Regions from separate parts of the Mus musculus genome. Here region 2 is linked to region 1. The links are chromatin contacts, called in public Hi-C maps. All regions are on one chromosome and are shown on one strand. The core of a region is the stretch at or near the end of the contact, and the rest is flanking DNA. Distances in the headings are between cores, read along the strand shown. Region 1 holds the start of Gpd1l (glycerol-3-phosphate dehydrogenase 1-like). Region 2 overlaps Osbpl10 (oxysterol binding protein-like 10).

Region 1 (7,282 bases), core at 1,170-3,669:
TTCAAGGCCAGCCTGGTCTACATAGCAAGTACCAAGACCTAATCTCAAAAATGAAATAAAACAGGGGCTGGGGAGATGGCTCAGTGGTTAGGGGCACGTGTTGCTCTCCCAGAGATCCTCTTTCCCAGCACCTGCACGCACAGCGGTTCACACCCATCTGTAACTCAGTTCCAGGAAATTCTCTGCCCTCCTCTGAGCTCTGCAGGGACCAGGCACAAGCACTTACAGATATACACAGGCAAAAACTCATATCCATACAAATAAAAATTAAACAAACTGGGGCTGGAGAGAGGGCTCAGCCGGTAAGAGCACTGACTGCTCTTCCAGAGGTGCTGAGTTCAATTCCCAGCAACCACATGGTGGCTCACAACCATCTGTAATGGGAACTGATGCCCTCTTCTGGTGTGTCCGAAGACAGCTACAGTGTACTCATATATATAAAAGAACATTTAAAAAAAATCTTTAAAAAAAATAAACTGTAATAAAAATAAAAAGCATGACTTTAAATTTCTGATTCCTCTGTCTGCCCCGTCAAGGACTGGAATTCCAGGCAGGTGTTACTACAACTCTTGGCTTTTAAAACACATGGCAGAGCCAGGCACTGGTGGTACACGCCTTTAATCCCAGCACTTGGGAGGCAGAGGCAGGCAGATTTCTGAGTTCGAGGCCAGCCTGGTCTACAAAGTGAGTTCCAGGACAGCCAAGGCTAAGAGAAACCCTGCCTCAAAAAACCAAAACACATGGCAGTCTGGCTGGGAGTGGAGTTGCTTCCTAGAAGCAAGGCCCCAGGGTCTGATCTACAACAGCACCAGAGTATTAACTTAGCAACAGAGTAGTTTTACGTAATTTGAGTGTGGGTGATGTAAGGAGTCTCCTCCACGACAGAGCATTCATTATTACTCAAGAGGTTCGATCTCCATAACCAAAGGGGGGGGGGGGGAGTGGGCTGGGCAATGTGGCCCTTGCATCGTCTTTAATAGCAGCAATCAAATCTGAGAGTAGATCGCTTGGTCTACCCAGCAACTATCAGGCCAGAGCTAAAGTAAAACCTGCCTCAAAGAAAAAAAATTTTTTTATTTAGTATATGCCAGGCACCAGGTAAAGGACTGAGGCCAACGCAAGGGTAGAGGCCAGCAATAGGAGGCCGGGGAGAGGCCACCGGTCCAGCCAGCTAAGGTTTCCTCCAAAAGTCCTTTCAGAGCCAAGTTTTCAAAGACCAGTCAGGTGGCTCCGACGACTCCAGAACAGTACCGCTTCTAGCAGCCTGAACTGTGGTGTGCGTCAGACCACAGGAAAACAGAAGGGGACAGAAGCCACGAGAATGGCCTTCAACTGTTCCACCCCTGGGCCGCGGGAAAAGTCTGGAACGCACCATACTCTGCCTCCTTCTCACGGAGACCCCCAACTTCTCCTGCGTTAAGGGCCACCAAGGTATGCAAACTACTGGAGGAGCTTCAAAGCCCTCTAAGCACCAAGCACTTTACAAGTTAAGTCAGAAAATACAGCCCAGTGGTGACGCGAAGCTCTGCAAACACCTTTCCCTGGGACCCTCACGTCCCGGTTGGGGGCTTGTTTTCTCTTCTCGGATACCACGTTAACATGATTGGGAACCACTCGCCAGAGGAAATGAGAACTGTCTCTTGAAGCCAGCACTGTCCCAGGTAGCAAGGACCCTTCTCACGCTCTGTGCCTCCGTTTCCCCAATCCCAAAACTGCAGTAAGGACAACTGAGCCTCTGCAAATTCCTCCACGGGGGTGATCGGCAGGGGAGAATAGAGAACGCCCTTGGGTTGTTTTGCCAAGTACCCGGGCGTGGCGAGCAGGTGGCCCTAACCGCAGGGTTACCAGTGCGCAAACAGGTGCCCGCGGGCGCGGTGCGCGCTACCACCCGGGCCACCTTGGCCCCGCACCTCGCGCTCTGGTTCCTCGGCGTGGCCTCTGTCCGTGCAGTGTCCAACCGGGACAGGCGGTCGCAGGCCCGCCTCTCTGCCTACCCGCGATGCCCTGGTGTCCACGCTGAAGCAGCGGGAGAGCAACCCTGGCCGGCCCGGAACCGGGGCTTCCTGGAGGCGGAGACCGCGCCGCCCACCCGCCTCTGCTCACCAGTTCCCCGAGCCCACGATGCACACTTTCAGAGGCGCCGCTGCCATGGCCAAGCCGGATCGCTGCTGCACAGCCTTCCTCTCAGGGCCAAGCCGGATCGCTGCTGCAAGTCGGATCGCTGCTGCAAGTCGGATCGCTGCAACACACACTGTGCCTCCCAGGCCGGCTGCTCACCTCCACAGGAACGGCCTAGTATAGGCGCTCCGGGCGACCCCGCCCCGCCCTCCTGTCCGCCAATGGCCACCGCCACCCTGCCTAGGCGCCTAGGGCCACAGCTGACAGCCCGGAGGACCCGCCCCACCACTCCCAGGAACCACTGCGCACGCCTGGTCCGGGTGGGTGGCCGGGTCAGCCTCCGGTGTCGCCCCACCCCTGCCCTAGGAATGTTGGGATGTGTAGTCCACCTCCCTGCGGGCTCCCTTTCAGTTCCAGGCGGGCCACGTGCAGGCCAATGTTATTGCGCAGACTGGAGCTCTGAGCTCCTGCTGCTGAGTGTCACTATCCTGGACAGAGCAAGCCCGACCCAACTTATACAAGTGTCACCTAATCGCAATTTGCGCAGGGACAACTATCACTTAAGGGTGGAGCCTAGACAGCCTAAGTAGTTGACTATGAATTCACCCAGATTTGGAGCCTGCGCCTGCTTTAACAACGGCTGTCAAATTCGTATAAACGGGACAAGTCCAGGCACCCCTGAATTTCCTAGCGAGCCTGGAGCTTTAAGTCTTCTGCCATTGATCTGGGAGTATCTACTCTACAAGGGTGGCGTCGTAGTTCAGTTGGTAGAGAACTAGATTGAACACAGGAAGTTCAAACACTAGCGCCTGGTGGCTCTGGCCTGTAATCACAGCACGTGGGAGACGGAGGGAGAATCTGGAGTCCCAGGTTATCCTTGGCCAAATAAAAATGGGAGGCCACCTTGTCGCAAACAAGTACCCTTGCATTTCAGGATGGAAAACTTGTCTACACAGGATCAAAGCAGAAACTTGAACTGTCCCCCTCATACGGTTACCCAAAGGGCATGCCCCTTTTCTCTCCCTGCCAGAGCTTCACAAAAAAGCCATCCAAACTGCTGTACTGCAATTGGGCACGCCGCGGCCGCGAAAAACAGAGATGGTGGAATGTGTTGTAATCTCAGCTTCAGGGAGGTAGAGACAGGACGATCGGCAGTTCAATGTCATCCTTAACTAGACAGTGAGTTTGAGGCTAACCTGGGTCACGTGAGCCCCTATCACAAAGCAAAAGCAAGAATGGAGAGTGCTAGCTCACTTAGCAAGGAAAGGTGTAACCCTAATGGAAGTCAGATCTCCAGGGCCCACGGAGGAAGGAGAGAATCGCACAGCCTCACAATAGTAAACAAACTTATTTTAATTAATTCATTTGTTGAGACAGAGTCTCACAGTGTAGCCCTGGATGGTCTAAAACATGCTAAAGACCAGGGTGGCCTCAAACTCACAAGAGGTCTGTCTGCCTCTCCCTCCCAAATGCTGGGATTAAAGGCAACTATCTGGATTAAATTAAATTCATTAAATTAATGTCTGGTTTAAAATAAATTTAATTTAAAAATAGAATAGGTTTATTTCTTGCACTCTAGAGGCAGAGGCAAATTAGTCTCTTTGAGTCAAGGCCAGCCTGGTCTACATAGCAAGTTCCAGGTCAGCCAAGGCCAAACAGTGGGATCATTTTAAAACACCAAGTCAAACTGTGTGTGGTGATAAATGCCTTTAATACCCAAATGGGCAGGTCTGTATGAATTGGAGGCCATCCTGATCTGTATAGTCTGGTTACACAGCGAGGCTCTGCTGCATAATGAGTTCCAGGCCTGCCTGGGGCGGGGGAGGGGAGCACAGGAGACCCCATCCCCCAGCTCCAGTGGTTGAGAAAGGAGCCCTTGGCAAGGTGGCCCTGCCTTGAGAAGGGAAGCTTTCTGGGGAGCCAGAGAGTGGACCCACAAATAACTGAAATAGAAAATTGGGCACAGAGGAGGGCTCTCCATTGGGTTCGGGGAGCCTCCTGAAAAACAGTGGAGGCCAGCACCACGTGGGCATCACTGGTGACACAAGTGACCATTTTCTGAGAGATGGAAAGGCTTGTCATGAAGAAAAGAAAGCACCATTTGGGCTAGCCTCAGTCCTGTACGGTGCTCACTTTGGTCCATTTCCTTCTGAGTTCAGGAGTGGGTGGGAGTTTAGCTGCCAGAAGGTATTGATATAAATAGACAGCGAAGTGAGTTTGGCTGTTGGGGCTCAAACTACAGAGTGGGAAAAGCTCTTCATGAGGTCAGAATTATTAGAAAACATGACTCTCTCTTTATTTTTTCAATGGTGTTGGGGTTCAATCCTAGGCCGTGTGTGTGTGTGTGTGTGTGTGTGTGTGTGTATGACAGGAGTTCTATTATTTAGCTATGTAGTCATCCCTTTCTTTTCTTTTTTTTTTTTCTTTTTTTGTTTGTTTGTTTTTTTGGTTTTCTGAGACAGGGTTTCTCTGTATAGCCCTGGCTGTCCTGGAACTCACTCTGTAGACCAGGCTGGCCTTGAACTCAGAAATCCGCCTGCCTCTGCCTCCCAAGTGCTGGGATTAAAGGCGTGCGCCACCACGCCCGGCAGTCATCCCTGTCTTATTTTGTGACAAGCTCTTGATAAGTTGCCTTGGGCCTTTGATATACAGCCCACTCTGACCTGGAATTCAAGACTCCTCTGTCTCTGCCTCTACAGTGCTAGGGTTACAGGCATGTACTGCCCCTCCAGGCTCTCAGCCCACCCTGAAGTATTTGCTTATTTTAATTTATTTTCTGGCCTTGGTGTTTGTGTGCATGTGTGGTACATACATGTGTGTGCCCTTGTGTGTGCATGCACAGGCCTGAGGTGGTTGTTAAGTGCCTTCCTCTCTCCATCTCTTCCTCTCTCTATCTCTAGTTTTTGAGACAAAGTCTTTCCCTTAGCCTGGAGTTTAATTAGGTTGATTGGTCAGCAAGGTCTGTTGGATCTTCCTGCCTCAAACTCCAACGCATGGGACTACAGACCCATGCTGTTAGATTTGGCTTTTTAAGTGGGAGTTGGGGAACTGAACTTGGGTCCTTGGGCTTGCAGAGCAAGCACTACACCCACTGAGCCATTACCTGGCCTTATTTTTTCCCTTTAAGTTTTATATTATTCTCATGAGTATGTATGTGTGCATATATACTTCACTCATGTGCAGTATCCACAGAAGCCAGAAGAGGGCGTCAGATCCCCTGGAGCTGGAGTTATAGGCTGTTGAGAGCTCTGACAGGGAACGGAGGCATCCTGAGGCAGAGCAGCCAGTGCTCTTAGCTGCTGAGCACCTGTCCAACCCCTTGACTTTCATCCATCCATCCATCCATCCATCCATCCATCCATCTATCCATTCATTTGTTCATTCATTGACAGGGTCTCACTGTGAAGCTTTGATGCACTCTCAATGCCACTTGCCCACCTTTCTGCTTCAGTGTGCCCCTCCCCTTACAGCCTCTGGGGCGTGATCTTTGTTCTTGGCAGAGCAGGCTACAAGTGGAATTGCCCATCTTCAATATTGCTCTTGACAGTCCAATGAGCAATTACATATTTTTGGCTGAAGAGGCAATGCCTAAAACTTCTAAAGAGCTTTTATCTCCCTTCATGAGGGAAATACGGATGCAATGGATAAAAGGTAGGTTTGTCAGCTCAGGAGAACCAAATAGATCTTCGGACACTTAACAGTCGGGTGCGTCAACTCTCATTTGCTGACATCGAGATTCACTAAGTTATCAAAATGGTTTGTGTCTCAGGTTTTATGCATTAACAAGAGATGGGCAGGGATTTAAAATACAAAGCTGATGCTGCATATCTCGAGGCTGAGCACACGGCTCTGAGGGTTAAGTGCCTTGGTGTACAGGAGTCTGGACCTGAGCTCAGATCCCTACACCCCTGTGAAAGATGAGGCATAATTGCCAGCATAAGTGATCTAAAGAGACTGTATCACAAAATAAAAAGCCAGGGGCTGGTAAGATGGCTCAGAGGTAAAGGTGCTGCGGCTAAGCCTGCTGACCTGAGTTCAATCCCCAGAACCTACATGGTGGAATGGACTTCTGAAAGTTGTCCTTGAACTCCACACTATGGCATATTTGTGGCCCCCCAATGAAATAAATAAACATAATAAAATATGAAAAGAATATGAAAATTGAGCGCTGAAGATAGAGCTTATTGACACAGCAAGTGGGAGGCATGGGATTCAATCCTCATTGCTACAAATAAGAATAAAATAAATTGCTTTGAAACATCCTCCACTGGGGGCTGGTGAAATGGATCAGCGGTGAAGAGCAGTCAGTGCTCTTCCGTACGTCATGAGTTCAAATCCCAGCAACCACATGGTGGCTCACAACCACTTGTAATGAGAAACAAATAAAAAACCTTTAGGCCGAAGTGAGCCAGGCCAGAGCAAGCTGGGCCGGAGCGAGCAGGAAGAGGGAGAAGGGACGGGGGAAATATCCTCCATTGAGAGGCAGAGGCAGTCTGAGCTCTGTAACTTCAAGGCCAATCTGGCCAACAGAGTGTCTACATAGTGATTTCCATGTCAGCCAGGGTTACACAGTGAGACTCTGTCTTTAAAAACAAACCAACAGACAAACAAACCCCAATAACAAACAACAGCAACAACAAAATAATCTACCATTGCAACATGTATGTATGTATGTATATATGTATGTGTGTGTGTGTGTTTATCAGAGCCTCTTGTTACCCAGGGTGGCCTGGAATCCACAAAGTAGTGAAGGATGACCTTGAACAACAACAACTTCTTCTTCTTCTTCTTCTCCTTCTCCTTCTCCTTCTCCTTCTCCTTCTCCTTCTCCTTCTCCTTCTCCTTCTCCTTCTCCTTCTCCTTCTTCTTCTTCTTCTTCTTGTTTTTCGAGACAGGGTTTCTCTGTGTAGCCCTGGCTGTCCTTGAAACTCACTCTGTAGACCAGGCTGGCCTCGAACTCAGAAATCTGCCTGCCCCTGCCTCCTGAGTGCTGGGATTAAAGGCGACCTTGAACTTCCAATCCTCCAGGTTTTATTGGGATCACAACTGTGAACACAGGCTTTCTTGGCCATGAAGTGTAGGCATTTGGACTCCACTGAGAGATGCCTCGCTGGTTTCAGAGCACTTGGTGCTCTTGCAGAGGACCTGGGTTTGATTCTCAGCA
Region 2 (6,793 bases), core at 4,158-6,657, 120 kb after region 1:
CATCTGTCTGTGTGTGTATCTGTCTGTCTATCTGAGACGGGGTCTCACGTGGTTCAGGCTAGCCTTGAACTTGTCCTGTAACCAAGGGTGTCCTTGAGCATCTCATGCCCCTGCCTCCACATCCCAAGGGTGGGCATCCTGGGCATACTCCACCATGTGATGTGCGGGGGACCAACCCAGAGCCTGGTGTCTGCTAGGCGAGCATGCTGCCAGACAGTCTACAGCCTGTCTCTACTTGGATTAGGCATTTTGGTCTCTCCCAGGCTGCCGCAGTAGCCTCTGACCGGCAGCCCCCGCTTCCTGTCCTCCGCAGGGAACCTCACTATAGAATGATACTTTGTTTCACGTCTTTGCAGCGTCCTTCCTGAACTTCTCCAGGTCCCTGCTATCAAAGCCTGGCGCTTCTCATGTTTGCCAGGCTCTGCCTTCTGCCAGGGCCTGAGATGGTGCACCTGCTGTCTCACACTGTTCAGGACACACCAGCTGTCTTCTGTCCCTGTCCGCCTGCTGTGCCCACTGCGTCCCGCAGACTGATATCTGTGGTCCTGAACTCGGTGGTTTCACTCAGCTCACACTTCTGGCCCTGGTCCTCCTGTGTGTTGCTCATGCTCACAGGTCTCTGTGACAGGCCAAATTGGATCTCCTACACAGCAATATGTTGTCACACTCTACTTCCGTTCTTCTCAGGAGCTTATTGTATGGTTGGGGCGGTAGCTCAGTTGGTGAAGTGCTTGCCATAAAAACAGGAGGACCCAAGTTCCATCCCCAGAACCCCCACAAAAGTCCAGTGTGACTTCAGCACTGGGAGCAAACACAGGGTGATTCTCAGAGGTCCTGGGTGGGCCAGTCTAGCAGAATTGGCAAGCAGTAGGTTCAGTGGGGAGACCCTTTCTCAAAGAGTATGGTCTATGACAATTGGGGACACCTGCTGTTGACCTCTGGCCTCCACACACATCCACAGGCATGCATGGGCATCTACAAACATGCACATGCGTGTGTATACACACATACACACACATAGGCACACACACATACACGCATATACACAGAGTCATGTACACACACATACAGAGTCATGTACACACAAACACACAAATGTACAAGGCATACACACAGAGACACACATACACACACAGGCATGCACACACATACATATAGAGGCATATACACACATACATTCAGGGGTATGCACACACACACAAAGGCATGCACACACACATATACACAGAGAGGCACACACACATACACAGGACTTCACACACACACACACACACACACACACACGCGCACGCGCGCACGCACACACAGAGGTACTAACAAACACACAGAGGTGCACACACAGTAAAGTACTGATTGGCACTAAATACACTCCTTGTATCTCTGTAGTTTCCGTCAATGGAACACTGTCTCCACTCCACGAGGGCAGGAATTAGTTTCTGTGCGACTGTTTCTGTCTCTCCTGTGGAGACTTAGGAATCAAATTCCACTCCACTGAAAGAACAGCCAGTGTTTTTAACTGCTGAGCCGTCTCTCCAGCCCCCAAGTGTGTGAGAGTTTGCACGAGTATGACCACGCGTGCAATGCATGTGATTTGTGTGCGTGTTCAAGGACCAGAGGTTCACGTTGCTCGTCACCCCTGATTACTCTCCACCTTACCTGATAGGCAGGGTCTCTCACCCGAACCCTCAGCTCACCGGTTGTGTTAGTCTCACTGACGTACTCTGGGAATGCGTCTGTTTCCAGAGTGCTTGGATGACAGGTAGTTTGCCACACATGCCCAGAACCTAAGTGGAATCTGAACTCTGGCCCTCTAGCTTGTGTGACTTGCACTTTACCCACTGAGCCATCTTCTTATCCTCCCATCTGCCTTTGAAGATTTTTATAAAATGGCCAGTGATCTAAATGGGGCAATAATTATGAGGAGACATGTTTTCGGCTTACTGGAATCACAAGGGAAGGTGACTGAACCTCCTTAGTCACAACCCTGAACTAAGCCCAGATCAAGGGAACTCCCTGAGGAATCCCAGGGCACTTAGTAGGGCTGTTCAGAATATCACTGACAGATGACATGAGGAGTCGTAATAATATGCAGCCTTCAGCCCCAGCTCCCTGGCTGCAGCTGGGTCACACACAGTCTATAAAGAAATCATCTAAGAGTTGGCCCCAAGGTGGCTGAGAGGCAGGAAGACTGGAGTGGAAAGGGCTTGGCTGTTTGGCCCTCTTGGTTAAAAGCTGGCCTTTGGTTTGCTCTCTCCTGGTGAGTGTCACTGGCAGGTTATCTGCAGAGCAGGAAGGGTGCCCACCTACTGCCCTGTGCTGACTGGATTGCTGTGTATACGGTCTGAAACACGTGAGGAGGTCACTGCCTAAAGCTGTTCCGATGAACAGGCAAGGTTAATAAGCCTGACCGTGGGACGTGCTCAAAATTCTGTTAGACACAAATGTGTGTTTGCACACCTGCAGGGAACATGGATTTCCCCCTTTCCCTTCCTCCTCCTGTCCTTTCTCCCTTTCTTCCTTCCTCCCTCCTTCCCTTCCTTTTTTGAGATAGGGTCTCAGTCTGGCCTTGAACTCACGATGTAGTCAAGGATGACTTTGAAGTCCAGACCCTCCCCCTCCCAAGTGTTGGAATTGTAGGTGTGTGGCCCCCCTGTACCCAGGTACTTTCTTCTCTTTATTATCTCTCTCTCTCTCTCTCCCTCTCTCCCTCTCTCTCTCTCTCTCTCTCCCCTCTCTCTTAATTGAGAGTCTCCAGTCTCCTCTGGTCTCAAACTCTTTGTTTATGTATGTGTGTGTATATGAGAGAGAGAGAGAGAGAGGGAGAGAGAGAGAGAGAGAGAGAGAGAGAGAGAGAGAGAGATTCTGTCTGTGTGTCTGTCTGCATGTACATGTGTATAGGCCACAGGACAATTTAGGGAGTGATTCTACGGAGCTGTCCATCTTGCTTTGTGTGAGGCAGTCTCTCTGATTTGTCTAGGCTGACTGGCCAGCGAGCCAAGGGTCCTTTTACCTCTGCCCCCTCAACAGTGAGAATACAAATGTCACCATGTGCCTGTGTGCTATGCTGCTTTGTCTTAAATCTAAGTTCTAGGGTAGAGCGCAGGTCCTTGTGTGTGTCCAGCAAGCACTATGCTGACTGAGCTCTCTCTCCAGCCTCTGGCCTTGAACCCTTGATCCCTTGCATCTGCTCCTGGGTGCTGAAGAGACAGGCTTGTGCCACCATGCACTCGCTCCCCACCCCCCAACCCCATCCTTCCTTGTCTTTCTGTGAAGTTTTCCTTTGAGGTAATTGGACTAGTCAGAGTGGCTAAGCAAGTGACAGGGTTTTGACAGGGAGTGTTTTCCTGCTAATCTCTGCCCTCCTCTTTCCGGACCTTAATCTCAACTGCCCTCAAGAGTCGTCACTAATGTCCTGAAAGTGGCTCTCCTTATGGAATGTCACGTGCTCCCGGATGCATTAATGAACTTAATGTTCTTGTGTGTGGCTTGAGAAATCGGCGTCGCAGCATGTACCTACAGAAAGCCACCGCTGATCGTGTCCCTGCATAAACAGGCCAGCTACTACAACTGGTTAGCATTTCCTTCATTTATACAATTTGGTGGTCCCTGCACTGTGCTTGCTGTATGCGGAGGAGAACTTTGAGGCTTTTGCAAACACTGCCTTAGCTTGTGCCCACAGCTCCTGAGGGGAAGATAGTTCTTATCACCCAGTGCCTCTGTTGCTCGTGCCTTTGTTTTGTGTGTGTGCCTGCTGTTACGTTAGAGGCCACTCTCTCCCAGAAACCAGCCCACACCTCCCCGCAGCTACTGGATAGAGTGGGTCAGCAAGTCTGCAGTGGCCTTTCCTGCTGTGGGCTTTAGGTCTCCCTCACCCTTGCAGTTGTGAGCCCAGAGCCCCACCCCCATTGCTTAGACCCAGAGCCCCGCCCCCATTGTGTAGACCCAGAGCCCCGACCCCCAGTGCCTAGACCCAGAGCCCCGCCCCCCAGTGCCTAGACCCAGAGCCCCGCCCCCCAGTGCCTAGACCCAGAGTCCCGCCCCCCAGTACCTAGACCCAGTACTTTGAATTGTTTTTACTACTTCTCTCTAGTGCCTTCCTGCCTTGTGACTGGCACATAGGTGGGGCTGCCTGATGGGACATAGGTGTGGAGTCCTCCAAGAACCAGGAACTCCTTTCCTTTGGAATTGTGGGGGTCTGATGGGTTGCCCGCCAGGCTAATCATGATCCGGCTCTCTCCTAAGGAAGCTCTGGGACCTGCATTTCTGCTCTCCCACCTAGGTCATGGCTACCTATGCTAAGTTTCCCCTTTAATTCAGCCTTTCTGAGGGGTTGTCCATCTCTGCTTTCTTTTTGACAAACCATTTCTAGCATCTTTTATTCTTTCTTTTTAAAGATTTATTTATTTAATTATTTATTTATTGTATATGAGTACACTGTAGCTGTGCAGATGGTTGTGAGCCATCATATGGTTGCTGGGAATTGAACTCAGAACTTCTGCTCGCTCTGGCCCCGCTTGCTCTGGCCTAAAGATTTATTTACTATTGTATCTAAGTACACTGTAGCTGTCTTCAGACACACCAGAAGAGGGCGTCAGATCTCATTACCATGGTTGCGAGCCACCATGTGGTTGCTGAGATTTGAACTCAAGACCTTCGGAAGAACAGTCATTACTCTTAACCGCTGAGCCATCTCTCCAACCCTTCTAGCGTCTTTTAATCTTTATAACGCCTGCCTCTGTTTTAAGAAATGTTTGTTGCCGGAAACCCCAAAAGTGAGGATTCTGCTCATGAGCACACAGATGCTGCTCCTGGTATGTCTCCCCCCCCCCCCCCCCAGAAAACAGGGCAGGTTACACCTTTCTTCTGAGTTCAGCGGCTAAACACAGCCGTTTCTTGTCACAGACTGTGACAAGTTCTGACTGAGCTGGGAATAACTCCTATACGGTGGCCTTTGAGTTAAGCTGGTGTCCAACTCTGGCCCAGACTGGCCTCTCTTTGGGATTATATGTTCCCTGGAGAGTGCCTTGTGTGCCCACAGTTGCCCCGGGAAAACCCGAGCGACTGTGATATGACTCCACGTGGTCCCCACAGACAGTTCTGTGCACAGCTCTGTGCTAAAGGGACACAGATTTCAATCTAGTATGTGGTGGTTCCTCATTTGCTCTTTCAGATTCACCTAATTAAATGCCAGGTGGAGCCAGCAGTCAGCTAGCCAGCCAGGGCATTTCAGTTGGAGACTTCGTACTTTTCTAGATCCTTCTGAGGTAGTCCAGTCTGATTGCCCATAGATCATGCTGGCTTCTTGGTGCATTAGTGCCTGGGACTAATTGCCTGCTTGGCCCGGCCTGTCCTGCCCGGCCCTGAGATTGCTGACTGGGTGGCTATTAGGCTCTTGCTGAGTGTTTTTGGTTCCCTGCCAGTCTGGGAGGTGTGGGTCATGCTTGGCAAAAGGAAATTGAGCAATCAAACTAATGTAGGTGTGAGCCGCCCTCCCTGGAGAAGAGATAGTGGGAGAGGCCGAGAGAGGAAAGCAGGGCGCTATTGGCTAACTTTCTCCCCAGGGTAACAGACCCTACAGAAGCAACTTTAGGGTTTCTTTTGGTTCACAGTTTGAGAGTGCAGTCTGTCATGATGGCAAAGATAGCAGGAGCAATGGACAGCTCGTTCCGCTCATGTGAGGGAGACACTTTCCATCTTTGTTAAACCTCCCTGGACATCCCTTCATAGACACACACATTAGTGTGTCTTCTAGGTGACTCAGAGTCCGAGTCCAGGGAAGTTGACAGCTAAGACTGACCCTCACTGTATTTCCTGTGACCCCTTGCCACCCCCGAAGCATTCTTCCCTCAGTTTGTGGATCTCCCTTTGGTCCCCTTTCCTTTCCTTCTCCTATGCTGACTCTGGCATTGAGACTATTCCTGGGTACCCTGGAGTTCTCTGCCTCTGAATTCCTGTCTGCATTTGGAAAATTTACAGTGTTTCCTCCTTTCCGCCTCCCTGCATTTAAAATAGTTCTTTGGGGGGTGGGGGTGGGTGGGTCTGGAGAAATGGCTTCATTGGTTACGTGTTCCTACTGTTCTTGCAAAGGACACCAGTTCAGCTCCCAGCACCCATTTCAGACAGACCGGAACCACCTGTGAGTTCAGCTCCAGGGCACCTGATGCCTTTCCTCCAGGTTCCTGCAGTCATATGAGCACATCCACACACTGATGCACATGCATGCACAAAATAATAAAATCTAAAAAATTGGGGAAGGGTGGGACGGTCCTGGGGAGATGGCAAGGAAGAGAGAAAGGAAGAGAGAAAGAAAGAGAGAAAGAAAGAGAGAAAGAAAGAGAGAAAGAAAGAGAGAAAGAAAGAGAGAAAGAAAGAAGAAAAGAAAGAGGGCTGGTGAGATGGCTCAGCGGTTAAGAGCACCGACTGCTCTTCCAAAGGTCCCGAGTTCAAATCCCAGCAACCACATGGTGGCTTACAACCATCCGTAACAAAAATCTGATGCCCTCTTCTGGAGTGTCTGAAGACAGCTACAGTGTACACACATATAATAAATAATTAAATCTAAAAAAAAAAAAAAAAGAAAAACGAGAGAGAGAGAGAGAGAGAGAGAGAAAGAAAGTGAAGTTGAGGCCCTATGTCCTGAAGTGGGAGTTTTCACAGGCCTCTATCTCTGAGAAAAACCATGTAGTGTACGGTCAGAAGTGTACTGTGGGCAAATGGCTACATCTGCTGTGTTCTTACATTTTTGTTGCTGGTGGGATTGAACCCATGGCATCCTCGCTGCTAGGCAAGCACT

Evidence for each region. A called contact is a pair of places that touch in the nucleus more often than the background predicts.
Region 2: a Hi-C map of the N1E-115 cell line shows a contact between it and region 1, with 2.1 times the contacts expected there. The contact joins the enhancer-like site here to the promoter of Gpd1l in region 1. A contact is called at or near these places in 1 of 484 Hi-C or Micro-C datasets (the N1E-115 cell line), 2 of 115 datasets of contacts at active chromatin or transcription factors (bone marrow-derived macrophages and embryonic stem cells) and 3 of 9 other capture datasets (adipose tissue, liver and pancreatic islet).

Annotation. Positions count from the first base shown.
Region 1 is chr9:114,931,568-114,938,849 of GRCm38.p6, forward strand. It overlaps Gpd1l (glycerol-3-phosphate dehydrogenase 1-like), which reads right to left and starts at 2,420. Exons shown (of 8, transcript NM_175380.5): 1 at 2,104-2,420. The coding sequence starts at 2,150.
Region 2 is chr9:115,045,119-115,051,911 of GRCm38.p6, forward strand. The region is part of intron 1 of Osbpl10 (oxysterol binding protein-like 10); the gene reads left to right. Among named protein-coding and RNA genes, the nearest start is that of Rps27rt, 66 kb to the left of the region's middle. Within about 2 kb of position 5,408, at least 29 of the 459 cell types and tissues checked have an H3K27ac peak or open chromatin away from gene starts, as enhancers often do. A contact at or near this core is called in the N1E-115 cell line and pancreatic islet, where this site is marked.